Linked DNA regions of Sus scrofa: region 1 is linked to region 2. A link is a contact called in public Hi-C data. All regions are on one chromosome and are shown on one strand. The core of a region is the stretch at or near the end of the contact, and the rest is flanking DNA. Distances in the headings are between cores, read along the strand shown.

Region 1 (3,472 bases), core at 247-2,746, 43 kb before region 2:
GTGTGATCATGGGGAAGGGCCGACAACTCGCAGTCTCAGGGCTTCATGAAGCCGAGGCCTTCGTGGCCAGAGTCCAACCTGAACTTTGCCTCCCCAACAGAAGCATCCAGATAGCGGGGGCTGCTCACTGCTCTGGCGTCCCCAAACGCGGTTCTTTTGAGGCGAAGGAGGGGAGGTCATGAGGCTATGGGATTGGGGCTGAGACTGGGTTCCTGCTCCGTCAGATACTGGAGAGGGTGGCGGGATCCCCTAACCCGAAGCATTCCTTTCCGAAGGCCCGGAAGGGGCGCCGCCGCCGCAGCCGCCCGCACTGCACCAAGCGCCGCCAAGCGGAGGAACCCAACCCCGCCGGAGGGGCAGGGGCAGGTCCCCGCGGGCTGGAGCTGAGGGCAGCGACTCAGCGGGGCGCGGCCCTGGACGAACCGCCAGGGCATCTCCTGGGCCTCGCCTCGCTGGAGGCGAGAACCCGCCCGGCGCGTGCACACCAGCTGGGGGGAAATCGGGCCGCGGGGAGGGTCCACTCCTGGGTGAGGGAAGCTAGCCCCCGGGTATGGGCCGCCACGGAACTCCAGACGGGGTTTTCCTTCCCTCGGGGAACTTCTAACCCCCCTGGTGATCTGCCCTCAAGACCAGGGAGGAAGAATACCTGGTTTGGTGACCGGCTCCCGCCTAGAAGGTCCAGGGCTCAGTCCGCCGCCGCCACCCTGATCGCCTCCCGGAGCCGCCGCCTCCCCTGAAGGAGCGTCCTTCCGCTGCTCCGCGTCCCCCTCCTTTCCCGTGTCCCGCAGCAGCCAAACGAAAAGCGCTCCGGCCAGACCCCCTCCGACCAGCAGGGCAGACCAGACGGCGCCCATGGCTGAGAGGCCGCAGCTGCGGGAGACGACGGCGATCGAGGCCCGGGCTCGGGTCACGCAGGCAGAGCCACACCTACCCAACCCGCTCCAGCCTTTTACGGTCCCTGGCCGCAGGCGCTCCCACGCGGAGCCCAGCCCTCCGCGACTAACACTCAACTTTCCCAGCCCCGCCCCACTCCCCGCCCCGGGGCTGCAGCCCCAGGCTCCGGCCCGGCGGATACGCGAGCGCCCTCCTTCTCCAACCTCTTCCCTTCCCGACCCCGCCGGTCGCCGGCGGCCGGGAGCACTGGGCGTCCGGGTCCAAGTGCGTCCCGCATGGCTGAGGACCCCAGGGCGCACGGCTTCCGCGCGCCAACCCGCGCCGGCCACGCCGCCTGCTCTTCCCGCTGCAGCTGCCCGCCAGGCCCAGCCCTGCTTGGGGCAGTTCCGGGCACCTCGCCGCCTCCTCTTTACAAACATTCAGCAGCAGCGCGGCCACATAGAAGCCGGAGCTTCCTAGAACTTCGACGCGGAAGACGCCGATGTGCGTCGGAGACGAGCGGGGCTGGGGCGGGTGAGCTGGGGTAGATCCAGAGCACAGCGGGTGCGGTAGAACTTCCATTCCGCCGCCCGTTAGCTGCACTTGGTCTCCGCAAGCCTCCGCCTTCCCACCCGGAAAAGGAAGGGATTGGGCTAAGATCATCCATCAGTAAATGCCAGTCATCTCAAACACATCCAGTCATTGCTTCTTCCTCGACCTCTTTTTGGGGTGCGTGGTTGTCACAAAATGCGCGCCCTCCAGACTGGACTGGATGTTGCCCAGAGGCAGGTTTCTGCAGACGGGTTTATTAATAAAAATTGCAAAGGCCTTTTAAGTGCTGTGGGTGTGCCTGGTGTTAATGTATTTATTTAGTTTGATTCTCACACAACCACCACCACCCTGGGAACTAAGAATTATATACATTGCTTTCTAAATTCACTCTTCTGCCAATCTGGTGGCTTTACCCACCAGCTTCAAGCTAATGATCCCCATATTTGTATCTGCAGGGAGAGCCATTTCCTTGACCTACACGCTCCTACATCCAACTGCTAAGGCCACAGCTGGCAGATATTCGCCTTGGAGTAATTACTACGATGGCTTCTCTGGTAAAACAAATCGCTCAAATGTGCCCCGTGCACGAGCAGACAGAAGTCCCTGACAGGTTGCAAGACTGGGCCAGTAGAGCTGCTGATGCTGGTGCTTTGGCTCAGGTCACAGCCCCTATCATCAAAAGGTCAGGGGGAGAGGGAAAGTGGGGAAGGAGACCAAGCCAGCTTGGGCCTGCTTTTTCGATGCTAACAGACGTCTCAAACCCAGCTCACTCAAATCTGACATGCCCAAAACTGTTCCTTGCTCCCACTTCATCCCAGGAAGTGGCGACCACATCCTTTCTCCTTGCTAAAAAGTGTCATCTTACCCTCTTTTTACCCCCACTCATTGGAGGCAGTGGCAAATTCTGGTCTTGTTTCTTCGAAATATATTCAGAATTTTACTTCTCCCTGCAGCGAGTGCCACCCTGCTCTGCCACCATTACGTTTCTCCTGGATTACTGCCATCACCTGGCCCAGGGATCCCCACTTCCACCCTTGAGTCCCTACATCATTTCAAAGCAGCAGTCTGAATGATCCTGTCTAAACACTCCCATCTTCTGGGCTTCTGCTCAAGACTCTCCAATTGCTCTACATCTCCTAGCAAAAACCTTTCAGAAGGATAGCATCTGTCCCCCAGGTCCTCTCCCAGCTCATCTCCATCTCCTCCTCCCTGGCTGAGTCATCCTTCCTGCAGATAGCCATCCAGACATCCAGCCTCTCTCCCTTTCCCTCTTCTTTTTTGCACAATGTCATCTGCCCTTGATAATCCCCATTGCAATTACATACATCCCCTTCTCCATGTGCCCTTTTCCTGCCTTATTTTTCTCCTTACCATTTAGGACACCAAATCTAATACAGTGTAGAATCCATGGATTTGTTCTGCCTAATTCCACTTTCCTCTCCTTACAATGTACTAGGAGTTGCTGCTGTGGCACAGTGGGTAAATGATCTGACTTGTGTCTGTGGCATTGCCGGTTCAATCCCCGGCCTGGTGCAATGGGTTAAGGATCCAGATTCAGTCCTGGGCCCTGAAAATTCCTTATGCTGAGGGTGAAGCCAGAAAAGAAAAATGTAAAAGCAGGGTTTATTGACAGCAGGATGTATTATCCTTTGTTTTCTGCTGAATTCCTGGCACCTGAAACACTCCTGAAGCCATCCCTCAAAAAGTATAGTACAGGTTGAGGAGTTCCCTTGCAGTGAAGTGGGTTAAAGATCTGGAATTGTCACTGCAGTGGCTCAGGTCACTGCTGTAGCTCAGGTTTGATCCCTGGCCAGGAAGTTCCACATTCTGGGGGCAAAGCAAAAAAAAAAAAAAAAAAAAAAAAAAAAAGTACAGATTAAGTAAATGAATTAAAAGCTTCACGTGGTCACAGTCTGAAGCAGTACTGTTAACCTCTTTATATGGATTTTACCTGCATTTTTAAAGTACAATGAAGATGCAGATTTGGGTTTTTTTGTCAAGTAAATTTTATCTTTTTCTTTTTTTTTAGGGCCGAACCTGTGGCAAA
Region 2 (3,336 bases), core at 691-3,190:
AAACTTATGTTTTCACAAAAACTTGTACATAAATGTTCATAGCAGCTTTTTTCATGGTATCTAAACACCAGAAACAACCTGAATGTCTTGCCACAGGTGAATGGATAAATTAACTGTGGTACAGCCATACCATGTAATAGTACTCAGCAGTAAAAATGAACTAACTACTGGTGCATAAAACATTTTGGATGGACCTCAAGGGTTTTATGCTGAATGAAAAAGAGCCAGTGTCAAGAGGTTTTATACCATATTATTATTCTGTTTACCTAACAGCCTCGAAAGAACAAAAGTATAGAAACGAAGATCAAATTAGTGGCTGCCAAGGGCTGTGAGTGGGAAAATGAGTAATAATAAAGGGGTAGCATGAAGTAGTTCTCTTATGGCGAAGAAAAGTTTTGTATTTTGATGTATATATGAGACAACATTTTTTTTCTTTTTAGGGTTGCACCTGTGGCACATGGAGGTTCCCAGGCTAGGGGTCGAATCAGAGCAGTAGCCACCAGCTTACGCCACAGCCACAGCAACACCAGATCCTTAACCCACAGAGTGAGGCCAGGGATTGAACCCACAACCTCATGGTTCCTAGTCAGATTCATTTCTGCTGCGCCACAACGGGAACTCCCATGACAACATTTTACAGAACTATACACACACGAAAACTGGTGAAATTCAAGTAAAGTCTACAGTCTAGTTCACATATGGCACCAGTGCTGATTTCCTGGTTCCATAACAGTACTATCTTTATGCAAGATGGTACCACTGGAAGCAGCTGGAGGAAGGGTACATGGGACCTCTGCACTATATCTGCAACTTCTTGTGAGTCTATAATTATTTCAAAACAGAAAGTTTGAAAATGGGGGTGGGAGAAGATTCTCAAAGAGTTGGTTAATTGCGAACATGTACACAGCGTGTGTATGTGACCGTAACTGCTTAACGTGTGCCATGTAGGTTAATCTTCACTACAATACTGTAGAGTTAATTCCTTTTATTGTCCCCATTTATTGTTAAGAAAACCCAGCCGGGAAAGAGCAGCTAACTTGCCCAAGGTCACCCGTCAAATAAGAGGAGAATGTCCCTTCACCGCTAGCCTTTCTGATTCTAGACTTTGGAATCTTAACCGCCACCAGGACAGCTTAATTCCGTTCTCAAATACAGATCAAGAAATTAGCAAAGAGCCTCGGCTTCCTGCCCTGTGGCAGTGACACCAACCATCGAAAATGGCAGCAGACACACGCCAGTACCCGAGGCACTCCCCAAACACGGGCTCAGCTTGGCCGCAGTCACCAGCTGGGTGGCCAAGGTGCAAGATCCAGCTGCTAACCCGGAGAAGGGTGGGTCGCAGACTAAACCAGTCTCCGCGGAAGACTGTGACTATTAGTTTCCCATCAGGAAGGCGTATATTAATCTCCATCTCCTGAGGGGTTGGGAGGATAACAGAAAGATGTCCTTTGCAGTGAGGGGCGTCGCGCGCGCGGTTATATTCCATTCCGGTCATTTAGGAGCGGGACACCTTGAGAGTGAAAGGCAGCTGAGCCCTCCCTCCGCGGCCCGGGGCCCTCCCCCGTCCCCAGCCCCAACAAGCACGAGGTGCAGGCGCCCCCAAGTGGCACCGGCCCGATGCGCCCTCGCGAGGGCGCGCGCTTACCGGGGCCCGCAGCTGATGCCCACCGGCACCCGGGCCTGCGCTGCGGGCGGGAACCGTACCCTGCGGTCAGCCATGGTGCCCGGCTGCCCGCTCGGCCTTGTGTAGGGCGCGTTCCCAGCCGCTCGGGTCGCTAGGAGACCGCGGAGTGGTGCGCGGCCCAGACTCGCCCCCGGCGCGCCCTTGCGCAGCTCAGCTGCTCCCCGGGAACCCGTGGCCCTGGGGTCCCTGCGCCCCCCAACTCCCGCCGCCCCCGAGCCTTCGCCAGCGCCGCGGTGCGTGGACCTTGGCAGCCGAAGTACGAAGGATCAGGTTCTGGTGTCATCGTGTTTGAATCTGTTGGGAAAGCGCGTTCAGGCTTTTGGGGGGGGGGGGCGGTCACCATCGTTTCAAAAAATTTGTTGTTAAAGCAAAGGAACATCGCGGCTGGAGAGGCAGCAAGAGAAAGAGTGAAAAGACTAGACCCATTTCTAATCGTGAGAAGGCCTTTTGGCACGGAATGATTTTCTGGAGGTCTGGGTACTCCGTGAGCCTCACCGCCTCTGTAAATCCAGGGCTGCGTACTGCTATCTAGCTAGTCACCAGCTGGATTCGAGTCCCTTCCAGATTTGTGTTACTTGACTCTTGCCTCAACGCACTTCAGCAGTGAAATTGCTATGCAGTTGGCCCTGGTAGGCAGATGCCCAGATGAATATGGATTGAGGGAAGTTGTGTTTTGGGTTTGCCAAGTTCTCTTGCTACTTCTGAGTGTTCCTGATTTAAATAGTAAGCATCGCTTCTAGAGGAAATAGGAGCAAAAAATTCTCTTCTCGCAAAATTATTGCAGTAGTTATATTGTGTCTGTTATCGTGCAATACTTTTGTGTGTGGGGAATACTTTTTGTCGTCATTTAAAGATGTGTCTTCAAACTTCCTGGGAGTAAATTAGCTTCCCCCTTGGGCACCTGTTAAATATCTACGCGTGGTAATAAAGGTGCCCCAGCTGCTACTGGTTCTAGCATCTTCACTCGCTGCGTGTGTTCTGCTGCCTTTTCTGGGCACAGTGGAAAGCCCTGGAGTCCCACCTCCTGAGATAAGTCATGATTCTGTCACTTAATAATTATGCACCCCCCCCCAGGCACAGTTGCTGAAACTTGTTTTAGCTTCACTGATTTCACATAGAGTTATTGGGGAATTCAATGAGATAATGAATGGAAAGCATTTAACCCAGTGCTGGCAGGTAAGAATTCCTCGAGAACTCCAGAGTAGTAGTATTATCTCAGCTGTGAACTGGGGAATGATCATATTTGCCTGGCTACTTCACAGAGCTGTTATGAGTCAGTTCATGGAGAAAGCTACAAATGTCATCATGCTAATGAGCCCCATTAGTTGTTTATTAGTATCTTTGATAAGAACTTTAATACTAGTTTGATTGCAAATTCAAGCTTTTATTACTTTGAGGAAGTAGGATTTCTCCTTAGGACTGAGAGTGAGGGTCATGTCCACCTTGCTTCTAGTACTGTGCATGGCACACAGTAGGTGCTCATTCAACACATCTTGTCTGTTACGGCCCTGCTAGGTGCTGGGGATGCAATGGGGAATAAAACAGACCGGGTCTTTGTGATCCTTTTACAGGGTTTTGAGGCAGGAGGTAGATGGGCCCCTGCGCTGAAAACAGCTGAGACTTGTTAGGCCCAGGAAACTGAGCCTTGTTTC

The links. A called contact is a pair of places that touch in the nucleus more often than the background predicts.
Region 1: a contact with region 2 is called in a Hi-C map of skeletal muscle, with 7 times the contacts expected there. The contact joins the promoter of STBD1 here to the promoter of FAM47E in region 2. A contact is called at or near these places in 1 of 5 promoter capture datasets (liver), 6 of 47 Hi-C or Micro-C datasets (alveolar macrophages, epiblast stem cells, fetal liver and 2 more) and 2 of 2 datasets of contacts at active chromatin or transcription factors (alveolar macrophages and skeletal muscle).

The regions. Positions count from the first base shown.
Region 1 is chr8:71,981,011-71,984,482 of Sscrofa11.1, reverse strand. STBD1 (starch-binding domain-containing protein 1) reads right to left here and starts at 1,496. Exons shown (of 2, transcript XM_003129093.4): 1 at 647-1,496. The coding sequence starts at 1,313.
Region 2 is chr8:71,938,901-71,942,236 of Sscrofa11.1, reverse strand. FAM47E (protein FAM47E) reads right to left here and starts at 1,940. Exons shown (of 8, transcript XM_013978791.2): 1 at 1,646-1,940. The coding sequence starts at 1,719.